2 separate regions of the Arachis hypogaea genome follow, and region 1 is linked to region 2. The links are chromatin contacts, called in public Hi-C maps. All regions are on one chromosome and are shown on one strand. The core of a region is the stretch at or near the end of the contact, and the rest is flanking DNA. Distances in the headings are between cores, read along the strand shown. Region 1 has its middle 5.0 kb from the start of LOC112762422. Region 2 holds the start of LOC112766669 (probable LRR receptor-like serine/threonine-protein kinase At1g06840).

Evidence for each region. Hi-C and Micro-C count contacts between places; a contact is called where the count stands out from the background.
Region 1: a contact with region 2 is called in a Hi-C map of leaf, with 2.3 times the contacts expected there. The contact joins the enhancer-like site here to the promoter of LOC112766669 in region 2. A contact is called at or near these places in 2 of 8 Hi-C or Micro-C datasets (leaf and an unstated tissue).

The regions. Positions count from the first base shown.
Region 1 is chr17:20,093,598-20,100,876 of arahy.Tifrunner.gnm2.J5K5, reverse strand. No RefSeq gene overlaps it. Among protein-coding and RNA genes, the nearest start is that of LOC112762422, 5.0 kb to the left of the region's middle. Within about 2 kb of position 2,981, at least 1 of the 3 cell types and tissues checked has open chromatin away from gene starts, as enhancers often do.
Region 2 is chr17:19,993,983-20,001,525 of arahy.Tifrunner.gnm2.J5K5, reverse strand. It overlaps LOC112766669 (probable LRR receptor-like serine/threonine-protein kinase At1g06840), which reads left to right and starts at 4,944. Exons shown (of 21, transcript XM_025812567.3): 1 at 4,944-5,150; 2 at 5,294-5,502; 3 at 5,705-5,855; 4 at 5,972-6,043; 5 at 6,347-6,418; 6 at 6,687-6,830; 7 at 6,906-6,977; 8 at 7,138-7,209; 9 at 7,310-7,384. The coding sequence starts at 5,406.

The DNA.
Region 1 (7,279 bases), core at 1,732-4,231, 100 kb before region 2:
TTTTCAATAAATACTTGTAGTATATAAGAATAGGTAAAGACTCACATGCAGTTATCTTCATATGAAGTTAATAATTGAAAATCGTTAGATGATATTTAGTTAAACTTGTCAAATCATCTAACTGTTTTTAAATATCAACTTCACATGAAAATTAACTGTATGTAAGTTTTTACTTATAATAATATAATAATACAATAAATATAAATTAATTAATAAAGTATTAAAATTTGAAAATGATAATTATTTTTATAAAAATAAAATAAAAGTACTTATAATTAAAAAAATAATTAAATTTTACATAATTATTTAATTATACCGGGTTAACCGGTTCGACCAGTGACCCACCGGTTGAACCAGTAACCCAGTGACCCAGTAACCTTACCAGTTCGATCACCGATTCGGTTCTGACAACTATGTTAATAATTATTTATTCTTCTACTCTTGATTAATGCATTGATTCATGTTTAAGAATTGGTTTCGTTCTTCATCCTACGGATTAGTGTGTATTGAAAAATAACTCTAATCTAATTTGAATTCTTTTGAATCTTGGAAAAGTTACATCACTAGAATTAAAGTTTGAAATCCTTTTCTCATAACTCCTTAATTGTTTAGATTTAATGTGATACGTGACATATAATCGGATTATTTTTGGGTTCTTAGAGATTGTGTGGCTTATAAATCAGATTTTGAACTTAACCTTCTAATACAATTGATTGATCAAGGAATTGACGGTTGATTGGGTTAGAGAAAATTGAATTGCCTTGGAATAGGAATTCAATCACCTAGGGTTTGCCATAAACTCAATCTTTGCATGATTAGGGTAGTTGACATTGAATGTTAATCCAAAAATCTAAACATCTCTTAAGTCTTAACTCTTTTCTCATACTATTTTCTTAACCATTTACTGCTTAGTTTTCTTAATTCACTGTCTTTTACACTACTTGATATTCAAAACTCTCATTTCAACTTGTCTAACTAGAATAATTAATCAATTATTGCTTGTTTAGTCCATCAATCCTCGTGGGATCTCACTCACCGTGAGTTTATTACTTGATACGATTCGATGCACTTGCCGGTAATTGTGGTTTGAAAAATTCGCATCAAATTTTGGCGTCGTTGCCGGGGAATGAGGAGGAACCCATGTTTGTAATAACAGCTATCAATCAGCTGGCAGTTTTGCCACAGTAAGCACACAGCTTGGAAGGAACTCGTCCTCTACTTCTTCCATGAACTCCACGTCCACTTCCTCTCCCTTGAATGTTTGGGGTCCATTGCTAAGTGCTGCATTTATCAAACTCTTGGAATTCAGCATCTCTGGCTGATTCAACTCCCTTTCTTTCTGTAGAAGGAGTTAATAAATCGCAGCAACCTCTGGGAGGGGTTTCATCAGCATTATTTAGGATTTGACGGTGGAGTATTGGTTATTGAGCCCCCCTTATAAATCGAATTGCATTTGTTCTTTTCCTGTATCCTCTCATTACATCAAGCCCGCATTCACATTCTTTCATGCATTCACAACTAGGAACTGGTTCAAATTCTTCGAGTTCTTCCCAGATTCTTTTAAGTTTTGTGAAATATGACGTTACTGACATCTCTCCTTGCTTTAATGAGAACAGTTCTTCTTGCAACTCTGCTACTCTAAATGCACCCCCTTCATATAATTTGTGCTTTAGCTCATTCCAAAGCTCACAGGCATTGTTGTACGAAAGGACACTTTGGAGAATATCTTGACTCAGTGACGCGTGCAGCCAGGAGATCACGAGTGTATTGCATCTATCCCATGTATTGAACTTGCTATCTGTCTCATCAGGTTTTAGCAAAGAACCATCTACAAACTTGATATTGTTCTTTGATTTCAGTGATATCCATGCAGAGCACGCCCAAGAGTAGTAGTTTTGATTCGTCAGTGGAGTTGAGGTGAGAGCGATACTTGGATTCTCATTCGGATGTAGGAAGTAGAGGCTTGAGGGATCTTGATTGAGATTCAATGTTGCTTTCGGAGCTTGAGCTTGAATTGACGAAAACTGTGTCATCATTTTTGTGAATCGTTGGAATTCAGCCATGGAAAAATCTTGATTATCGGGATTCGAGTGTCCATGAGTTTCTGGACTTGTCAGATCCATCATTCTTTCTTGTGATCTCGCTGAAAATTAGCTTGAATCACAAGATCAGAATGCACGAAACTTGATTAAACCTTGAAATTGAAGGTACTCACAAATCTCTGCAACCATCCACGCTCACCGCACCATATTGAATCTTGGTGGCAGAAAAAGCGGGTGAGAGAAGAGAGTTACAAGAGCGGAATTTGAAAAATTTTTAATATGATGAATTCTGACTTTAAAATGATAGAAATTACCTCGCTACAGATACATGTCACTCCATATATATTGGCCGCCATAAGTTTAACTATTCTAATTTTAACTATTCTAACTTGCCTAACTAACTTCTAACAAGCTGCATGTGTAACTAATTTATATGACAGCTGGTAGCTCATTTTCTTTACTGCCAAGCTATCTCAATGCACTGCTATCTACCAACAGTTCTTCTAATTTGTTAGTAGTATTATAACAACATAGCTAGAGCATACATTTGATTGATTTCATCTTTTCTATGTGATACCGAAATTTTGTAGTGCTTTTGTTCCTATAAAACTGTTTAAATTTTGCTTTCATGATATCCTCCAAGCCTATGTGATGTAAATGAACAATGGGATTGTTTAAGATAATTGAAGCTAGTTTTAATTTATACCTAATTTTCCAGCTTGAGAATAATTGCAGCTCATTAAACAAAAGACCACGGAACTATTTAGCGACGGTCAATAAAAATTGTCACTATCTGCAATTTATGTTGTAATGAATACACTAATTAAGCTAATTTAAAATATATATGTTATCCAATCCGATCCCCTTGCATGGTGTAGTTACGTACAGTTTAATCAAATTGACTAATAAGAATTAATATAAAGTAACGGCTACATATATACACACCAACACATGTGATACCGTGAGCAATTATGAGACCAACACATCTTTATTTATATGATACTTTAATTTAATGGATTCGTATGATACTTTAATTTGGTATTATGTAAAATTACAAAGTATCAGTACTCTTATATGGTTGAACAATTATTAGGTGTCTTATTAAGTAAAATTAAAAATAATCTTAAAAACAAATATTAAATCATTTACTAAATAAAAAGATCAATATCTTTATATAAAGAATATTACTTACAAAAAAAAATTCAATAACTAACAGAGTTTATTATTTTTTATCAAGACTTTTAGTCATTAATTTAATATTTTTTGTCTAATAATTTAATAATATATTTTTAGTCTATATTTTAAATATTATTAATTAATTACTTGCTAAAAACAATAAATTTCATTAGTATTTAACATTCTTCCTATAAGTAATTTAGAGATGTAGTTAAGTAAAATGACTCATCTCATTTTAATCAAGTATCAAAGATTCAAACGTTATTTTAGACATAGAAAAACTTTGAAATTTCCGAGGAGTTATTCCATCTATTAAAGTATCTATAAATTAGTATGTATTAGTTCATAACAAAGAGAAAGATTCACAAGTCCATTAAATCCCTTAATTTAAACTTACTCGTAAAGTAATTAACATCACCTTTTGATCATAAAAAGAAGATAATTTCATCACTGAGCATTGATTCGGTATTAAGTTCCAGTTTGAGTGTTTCTGCTGATCTGTCGCCATTTGAAAAAGTACTATTTGTCATTATTTGTAAAATTAAGATTTAATTATTTTATTATTTTTTATAATTTTACTAAATTTTTAATTAAATTTCTATATTTTTTTAATTAAATCTTTACACTACTTTTAATTTTATAATTAAATTTTTTAATTTCTAATATAAAATAATGCTAGAATTAATTGAATATTTTTTCACAAATTAAATGTATCTATAATTAAGAATTTAATTAGATCTTTCATCACATATTTTTAAAAAAAATATTTTGTTAATTTTAATATTTTTAACATGAAAATAACTTAATTACAAAATTAAAATCTAATTTAAAAAAAATATAAAGACCTAATTGTTAAATTAAGTGAAACTAAACTAAACCTAAAATTATATATATATTGTTATTTTGTTTTCACACACCTATTTAAATTAAATTTAGTTTCAACATATTTTTTTATTTATTTCATCTCCTTTTCTTTATTTATTTGAATTTTAAGTTAGTATTAAGAAAAAACAAAAATATCAATTTAGATGTACAATCCTCCCCCCCCCCCCCTCCCTTTCTTCTCTCCCTCCCTCTTTAGAATTATCATTAATTGACACCTAAAGAGTAGGTCCCTCTAGTAATGTAGTAGCAGAGGCCACAGATTGCAGTGTAGAATGACCAATTATTTCCGAATTGAATCCGCAGAGCATACTTGAGTCAATCTACCCGCATGGAACCCTAAATTATATATTTTTATAATATATATAATATAAACAAAAGTATCATTGGTATGAATGCAAGGTGTCCATTTCAATGACATGGTATGGTATTTGTGCTTACAGAGACAAATGGAGATGGAAGCTAAGTAGCAAACAATGGAGTGAGACATTTCAAAGAAACCCACTTCATAGTTTCATTTCACATTCAAATGCTTCATGCAACCATGGTCCCCTTCTATTAATTATTCTTCCACTTAATTAGTGATATTTTTATTTCTTTCTCTTTTTGTCATCATGGCTAAATATGGTGTCAAATATATTATTTTTTACTTTTCTTAATTATGATATATATAAAGTTTGAGTCTTTGAGTAGTTTTGAAAGAATCATGCCGGAGTCCCAGTTTTTGAGTAGTATTAATAATAAAACATTTTTTTCTCTCTATAGTGAATATGTAAAATGGTTTTTCCATTCTTCATCAACTCCTTATTTGATCTTTATTTATTCTTTTCTCTTTTTATATTAACAGGCCTTGTTAGGTTTAGTTAAAAAAAAAAGTTTTACCTTCATGTAAACAAGTTTTACATTTGTATTTATTTACCTATTGTTAGGTTAGTAAAACTTTCACACTTAACCATGTAAATGGTCATCTTAAAAAATAAATGTGATTAAATAATTATATAAATTATTTATTAATTAGTGCATTAAAATTAATAAAAAATGTTTTTATGGGAGAACAAAGAAGATTAGTGCCATTTTTTTTTTCTGAACAGAAGACATTAGTGATGTTTTGTTTGTTCAGTGTTCCTTTAGATCCAAATTAACTTCATCAAGGCCCAGCTAAATGGACTCCTGCAGCTTGCATTTAGAATCCTATCCATATCCAATACCACCAAAAATTCATCCAAATTGGCAAAAATAATGGTGATAAAATTTCCTAATAATGAACTAGTCTTTTTTTCTATTAGATTGAGAGATACTATAGACAACTAAAAAATGTGTTAGATTTTTTTAAAATAAAGCAGTTATTTTTTTTTAAAGAATTTGATTATGATAATGATTAATATTTTAGAATTATCTACGAATTTAGTATTATCCATAAAATATTTTTTTTAAGTATCTAAAGTTTAATCAATCATGATGTGAAGAAAATGGTTTATAGTAAAAAAAAATAAGTACAAAATATTGAAGTTTATCAACTTTCTTTTTATAATTTTATATAAAAAACTTGCATAATTTTTTTTTATATATAAATAACAAACAAAATAGCGATAATTTATGTAAATTAATTTATCCATTTTACAATGTTTATTTCAACAATTGTTAAAAGATATCGCAAATTCGTTTACTAGAACATTAAAGAACGACAATTAATTAAGTGCCATAAATCTATTTTGTATCTGTTTGAAATCACTGCAAAATATCAATAAAATCGCCACTAAAAATCAAATTCTCCTTGTAATAAAGTCACGAAAATAAAAATAAAAACACAAATAACTCGTTGTTAGTTAATGACAATGTTAATTTCAATAGAAGATAGTTAGCTTGTGAAGCAAGACACAATATCTTAGTGTGTCTTAGTGTATCTATTAATATATAATAAGTAACTAGTGCATGCTTATTTGCTTGACAAGTGTATAAGTCAATTACATGATAAATATCCAATCTTTTTGGTTGACAAGTGTCATGATGAGAGATAAAGTGAATAGGTAAATAAGACTTTACACTTTAGATGATTTTAAAGTATTCAAAATATTCAAATTCAAACATTGACTCAAAGTATCTTCATTCAATTTAAACAGGTTCTTCAGCCCCTGTACCAAGCTTTCATTTCATAAAAGAAACCTATTATAAACATATGTTGGCCATCAAATTGCTTCCATACCTGTAAAAAATGGAAAAACAATATAATTTAATTATGGATGTTAATCCCAGAAAACTATAATGGTATTTCAAAATGTATATTGTTAGGATATGGGAGGTTCCAAATAAATACATTAAGAGAGAAATAGATTCGATTGAAATGATTCTACAAGATATCAAGGTATCATTTAATATGGTAATTTATTTATTATGCATGCTATTTCTTTTTTTACTTTGAGTGGTGGTATTCCAAAGTCAATAAATATATAATATTTATTTTGTTCATTGTTTGTGATGTTAAAACAGAATGGTAAAATATTCTTGCACTATTTTGAGGGAGTTAGTGAAAAAATGAAGTGGTGTCATTATTGAGTTTCAGATGTATACAATGACTAATTTTGTAGTCTTCGACAACAAGACGAAGAAAAAAAATGGTGTGAGTAGAATGGTGTTGACATTCTCTCAAAAAATTCTGGTGAATCATATTCAGAATCCTAGCTTTCCTTTTATGTTTTCTGCCTTAAGTCCTTTGTGGATCTACTAACGACCGACAAAATACAAGATTTTGATATGTTTAGTTAGTTTACTATATTTTTTTCTTAAACACTGCATGTTATGGTAATATAAACTATTTTCACATAATATCATATTAATTATTTCATTTGTAGATCTGATTAGCAAGGTTGTTGGCAAAAAAGATCCTAGAGATCTGATAACTAACAAAGGGAGGAAAACTAAGCGGTTGGTCACCATTCTTTAGGACCTTGAGTATATATATATCATTATTTTTTATGCATTAGTGTCTTATTAATTCTTATCTTGGGTACTTGATATATGCATGTGCTCACTAAACTCATTTTAGTCAATATTGGTCATTCATGATTGCCTATAAATAAACTATAATAAAATTTTTTGAAAGAACCCAATAGCGAAAATAACAGAAATATCGAAGATAAGAATAATATGAAGGCACTCACAAAATAATATGACAGCAACTA
Region 2 (7,543 bases), core at 3,695-6,194:
TTTTTTTTATATAGATATATTCGATGTGAGCTACGTATGAGTACTTGTTCAAATAATTTAAGTGTGAAAAGCAATTTTCATACGGTAACCATTGTTACATTGCAACACAAAACGCATATCATTTATTTATTTTCACTGGTTCATATATATATATATATATATATATATATATATATATATATATATATAATATTATAGAAGATTATCTCATATTTAAAATCTCTAGAGTAATACATATATAACAAGAAAATGATAAATAGGTGCCAAAATATTTATGTGAATATATATATATATATATATATCAAGAAGACAAATAGACGAGGAGTGTTTACAGATTAGATTGGATTAAATTTAAACAAAAAAGAGAACTAATGAATGAAATTTTAATTGGTTCGAATTTAAAGTTTTTTGTGAGTGTGTCTGAATCAATTAAACTAATTTGGATCTATTCGGATAATCGAGTATTTGATTGAAAATAAAATTTAAAAAGTTAAAAAAGGTAAAGAAAATGTTTCTTTTTTTTTAAATAACATGTAATAGTAAAAAAAATAAAGAGCAATACATAGTAAATTTATATTTAAATAAATATTATAATTTAGCATACTCTAGTATATATTATATTTTATTTTTTTTTTAAATTAAATTAATCTAATCAGGTGATTGGATTGGTTCGAATTTTATGATACCAGAACTAATATTTAAATCCAATAATGTTAGAGAGTAAAAAAATAGCTAAAATTTATTTTATTTAATATTCATTAATTATTATATCAATTAATAAATATTAAATAAAATAAATACTAGCTGAGTAATCGAACTATCCATATTCTTAAACACTCTTAAGATAAATAATTCTAACAAAATGCCAATTAACACCAAACAAAATAAGAAGAACAAAAAGAGAAAAAAAGACTATTGAAAATTATATAGTGTTACAAAAATATTATATATATTAAAATTATTTATCAAAATAATTATTATATATTTGTATAAATATATATTATTTAATTATTTTTATATATATTTTATATTTTAATATATATTTTATATTAATAGTTAATTTTAGTGACTCATTTTAATATAGGCATGCATAACAAAATTAATGTCTTTAGTATAAACAGGAGATGGTTTAATTTTCCCCTTGGTTTTTATTTTATTTTGAGTTATTTCTGGCCTATTTTAGAAAATTTCACATAAATTAAACTGTATATGTAGTATACTCTTTTACGTAAGAAATTTCTTTACAATTATTCATACGCATTGTGGATTATTATGGAATGCGCAAAAGATATCCAACCGTCTGAGACACGGTGGCGATATGCGGTTAAAACTTATTTATAAGCGCTTATTGAATTTTAAGATTTTTATTTTCAGGTATTTTCTATTTTTACGGTCTAAAGATAAATTTGTCATAAATTTAGATTTTTATTTAAAAATTTATTGTTAATTAATAAATTGTTCTATGCTCAAATAAAATTCAAGATTCCAACATTTATTTAAATGGATTATTAAACTAACTACTAAATCAACCAAATTTAATTTATTAAAATATTAAGGTAATTATGATATTTTATTTTTATATTTACGGTGATTTTAATCACCATTATTACCAAAAACGAGGATCTCAAAAAACATCACAATCTTAAGCGTCATTATGAAAATTACGGTTGTTTTTAAAAACCATCATCATTACCATATATAAAATGGCAATTTCTTGATTAACAGGATAAAATGACAGTTCTTTGTTGTTTAAAATAGCGATTAAAAACTACCACTTTTACCAAACAACAGTTAAAAATTATCATTTTTATCAAGTTATAATGATATTTTTTGTTGTTTAAAATGGTAGTTAAAAATTGTTGTTTTTAGGAGATTATAAAATTATTTTTTTCTTTTAAAAGGATAGTTGAAAATCATTGTTTTTATTTGGTTAAAATGATATTTTTGTTTAAAAAAAAAAGATTGAAAACTACCTTTCTACCAACATTTTTATCTAATTAAAATGATGATTTTAGATAGTTTTAGATGATGATTGAAACTACCGTTTTGATTGCATTAATCCAACATTTTTTTAATTTCTCAATAACTAAAAATTATAAGCCATAAATAAAACATTAAATATAGTATGATTTTAAATTCATACATAGTCGTCGAAAATTAAAAGTTATAATCCAAAAATAATGTATTACACTATATGTGATTTTTTAATTAGGTATGTCTTAAAATATAGTCTTTATCAATTAAATTGTAGAGACAAATATCAACCAACAACCTATTTTCTCTAGAAATAAAACTTTTAGTGGATGTTGTCAAAATTTTGGATCCACTTTCAGTTTCACAACTCTCTTCTGTACCATGACTACGCCTTTATATATTGAGATTATATTTGTCGATCAATAATTAGAAATAGAAAAGGAAAGAAATAATAACAATTGCAGTTGTAGCAACAACAAGAACAACGTAGAAAATCAATAGAAGTCAAAATATACAATATGAAAAAAGAACAAGTATTTTCTGATTTTTTTTTTTTATTAGAGCATGAACTAAATCTAAAAGTATGACGAGAAAGAAAAATCAAAAGAATAAAATGAAATACATTACCTATTAGAAGTAACATAGAAAGCAAAAATAAATCAGAAAAAGCTCGATGATGGTAGTAATTAACAATGGCATTGCTTACGGTAGTGAGGTGATAAACAAAAGAAGAGAGGAAATGAGCAGTGCAGTGGTGACTAACCTTCATATCAAAGCTAGATCCAGATTGTATAAGCTCGTTGAAGGCAATGACATGGTGTTGCTTGCGGTGGCGAAGGGATGAGAGGCGACAAGGAGATGAACCAAGCACCAGCGGTAAACCTTCAGATCGAAGCCAAATCGAGAACTAGATCGTAGAAGCTCGATGAAAGCAACAACAATAATGGTGTTTCTTGCAGTGGCAAGGAGATGAACTGTGACAAGGGGATGAACGACAGTGAGCAGATAATGACAGCAGCGAGAGATGAATGGCAGCAAGAGATTAGAGTTCATCGTTCACATCACTTACACTTTTTCATATGTAACAAAACTAATCACTCTCAATCTCTCATATATATATGCAATGACACTCCGATTTAAAAGACAAAAGAGAGAATTATAATAGTGGTTCCAAACTGCCACCATCAACTAAAACCACCACAAAAATCATTAGCATTATGGCAAATACTAAAGAAAAGTGAGTCATTGGATGAAATCTCACACCAATCTTACACCATTAAAACTATCATTGATGTCTATTTGATGGCTACAAATCATAAAAATTGCTGCCCCTAACATTCTTCATAAAAAATAATGGTAATTATGTAAAACCACTAAAAAATTAATGCCATTTTAATCCAATTTTTTTTTGTAATGGTTAGTTTAAGATATATTTTAATCTATGAAAAATTGCAATGCTATATATGGATAATAAATTTAGAGAAAATATAAAAAATTAATTTTTAGTTAGTCAATATTAACTAACTTTAATGTTTGAGTTTATAATTTAAGATTTAAGGTTAAAGTTTATGATTTACGGTCTAAAATTTTAGATAAACAAAATAATTTTAAAAAATTAACTGTATTAACTGAAAAAAAATAGTTACCTAACATTATTCATAAATTTATCCTTCTATTAGTTTCTCTTTGCCAAAAGCTTACAAATTTAATGTTGCAATTATTTAGGGACTTAATATTGTTATTTTATTTCTATAACTCTATTACAAAAATTCTTAAATAATTATTTGATATCCTTTTCCATAAAACTTACAGATTCATTCCAAAATTTTCCGAAGACCTACTTATACATTTTCATGCAGTTAGGTTTATCAAATTAAACCTGTTCTTCAAACAATTTACAAACTATTAAGCAATTTACCAAGAACTGGTCCTAGTAATACAATAAACGCACAATGACCAATAAGAAATCACCGTCTTTTGAATATTTCTGTATATATGGTGGAAAAAATAGAAGTATATAACAAAAAGTAATAATCCTAATAATCACCAGAAAGAAACGTGTTAGTGCTGTTGTTGTCGTTTAATGACGTAGCATCTAACTTGAAATTTGATTAGATGAAAAGTTAAACCAACAACTAAAGTAAACTACTAAGAAAATTAGTGATAATGACAAATATATATAGTTATTATTATAAAGTTCTTCTATCCCTTCCACTTACGGAGATGTTAATCGTTGATTAATTAAAATATTTACGATGTTATTCCATACAAAATTGTGTTAAATATTGATATAATACTATAACTTATTTTATTCTAAGACGTCTAATATATATAATCATAGAATTCTTAACATGTCCTCTACTAACCAGAGAAAAAAAAGGAATTTTTTTAATATGATTTAATGGTCAAAGAAAAACATTGTATTATTTTATGTTGCGATAGTTGATAAATCTAATATTAAGATTATTATTACGTAACATATTTGAGTAAAAATCCAAAATGTTCTCCAATAAATTTTTTTAAGAGTTTAATTTTAATATATTTTTATTAAAGTTGTATATATTTATTTAATTACATAAAATTGTATCAGTAAAAAAAATAATTTTTATATTAATTACGTGAATAATTATTTAAAAAATAAATATGATTAGACGATTACATAAAATGTTTTATACTATTAATGTATTAAAATTAAATTCAATTTTTAATCTCGTAAAATATTTGACACATAAGTTTTTAGTGAAATTCATAAACTTAAATGACTAAAAGTAATCTCTAATTCCTTCTATCTAGATTCCAAAAGTCAACCCCATTAAAGTAAAGGTGCTCATTATTTATTTATTTTTTGTAATATATTTTGCACTGTTATATTGATTGAGCAATATAAATAACATGCAAAAGCGCGGTGGCTTTCGTCATCAGCTACACCACCAATTACTCATTCTCATCTCTGCATTAAATTTGATTTCTATGTAGACTTGGTAAGAGCCTTAACCTTTGAGATACCAACTTTCTTCATATTTTTTTATCCACGTGTCTTTCACTCAGTCATTATATTTTATTACAACTTAGACTTTCTTTTCATTTTTGCTGCCTCCTTATTACCTTCTATTTTTCTTATTGCTTCCAACTTCCACCGTGTTGCTTCTTTTAATTACAAATCTTCTCATATATAGGTATGTTTGTTCTTCTTCTTCTTCATATAACTTTTTGTTTTTCGAAGATGTTTATCGTGGAAATAGTCTTTGACTTTTAGCTCAGTTGTTCGTGTAAAACTATTTTAAACCATTAGTACATAAAAATTCCGGAATATAAACAGGTATTGATCTATATATATGTGCGTGCGCGCAAGGAAAGCGAGCAGGGTGGAGGTTTGAGTTCATCAGGAAGAATATTTAAGTGGTGATTTTGTTTTAGAGTGTATACTTGGGATGAATCTTTCAAAGTGTGAAGTTGTTCTGTTCTTGTGGTTTTGCTGCTATTTGCTATTGGCTACTGCTCAGAATGGAGTCACTCACCCCAATGAAGGTTTGTTAGAAAAGAGAAGTGATTTATGCTAAAAGATCATATTTTTAGTTTATTTAGATATTGCCAAATCACTCTCTGGATGCGAGTTTTTTAAAACTTGTGTTAACGCGAGATGTTTGTGCATCGAGCGGTCATCTGTATATATTGCTGACTCATTATATATTGTTGATTGGTTCTATGGGTAACTTGATTATGGATACAGTTAAGGCGTTGAGAGCCATAAAGAACAATTTGATTGATGTCAATAGAAATTTGAGTAATTGGAATCAAGGAGATCCATGTATTAATAGATGGACAGGGGTTTTGTGTCACGACAGAAGATTTAACGATGGATATTTTCATGTTCGGGAACTGTAAGATTTAATATCTTTCTTAGTTTGTCACTATTTTTATGTCATGGTATTATGTAATATTATGTATATATATAACACCCTTTTATTTATTTATTTATTTATTTTTATAATTTTAGGCAACTATATAGAATGAACTTGTCTGGAAAATTGGCACCGGAGATTGGCAACTTCACTTATCTGGAAATATTGTAAGAATGTAGCTGTTTTTAATGTTTGGAATATAATATTGTTTACATTATTTTTTTCAATAGAACATTATCAACATGTTAGATATATACTAAAATTAGCTATCAAAATTGATTATTAACATAAAATATATGTTAAAATATAAAATATACATTGAAAGATAAAAATAAGTTAAATAAAATATATATTTATATATAAATATAAATACATAGTAACTAATTTTAATAGGCAATTTTAATATAAATATAAATATAATGCTTTTTGTATTATGATATATGCTTATGTTTTATTTGTGTTGTTGAAAGGGATTTTATGTGGAACAAGATAAGTGGGACCATACCAAAAGAAATTGGCAACATCATTACCCTGAAACTCTTGTAAGTTGAGGCATTTTTTTTTGGCTGAGTATTATAGATGGTGAATATTTTTAACTTCATATAAAGTGGATAGATTAGAGCTGTTAGATGGCAATTTAGTCAAATCTATTAAATTATTTAACTACTCTCAACTATCAATTTCATATAAAGTTAATTGTACTTTTATTTTCGCCGAAACATATCATGGACAAAAAATTTGTTGCATGATTATTATTTTTTGAACATCTTATGACCTTATGAAACATTAATTATATGTATTCTTTTGCAGGCTCCTGAATGGAAATAAATTAATTGGTCCACTGCCAGAAGAGCTTGGCTATTTACCAAACTTGACCCGAATGCAAATTGATCAGAACAATATCAATGGATCTATACCTTCATCATTTGCAAACCTCAATGCCTGCAAGCACTTGTAAGATTGATTCATTCTTCTTCATGATCAAGATTCACTTCAAAAATGAAAGAAATAATCCTTTGCCTTTTCCAGTCACATGAACAATAATTCACTTAGCGGCCATATCCCGCCGGAGCTTTCCCAACTACCAAACCTTTTTCACCTGTAAGTTGGCTGTTCGATATCAGTAACACACTCCTTTCGTCCAATAATAACTGTCACAATAAAAAAAATCACATTGAAAATCACATTGTATAAAGTTTTTGGATTTAATAATTTTATTATAGTAATTAATAGATGTTTATGTGTATTTGTGGACATGCAGGCTTCTTGACACAAACAACTTAACAGGAACACTTCCCCCTGATCTCTCTAAGATGCCACGCTTAAAGATTCTGTATGATTCTCTTTGCACTTTCTTTTCCCTAATTTTTTGATATTCTTTTATCATATATGTGACTAGAATTTTGTCTTTTTATTATTTTATTTTTTTGCAGGCAGCTTGATAACAATAACTTTAGTGGAAGTACTATTCCCGAGTCTTATGGAGATATGTCACATTTGTTCAAACTGTAAGTGCATTTTCTGATACATTGTAAACAAGTTACAAATACAAGGAATGGAACTGAGTTGCTAAACAAATACAATTATAAATAGGAAAAGGAAATACAGTTAACTGTTAATACTGCAAGTGTGAGGAGGTGTATGAAATTAATCCCACATTGAAGAAA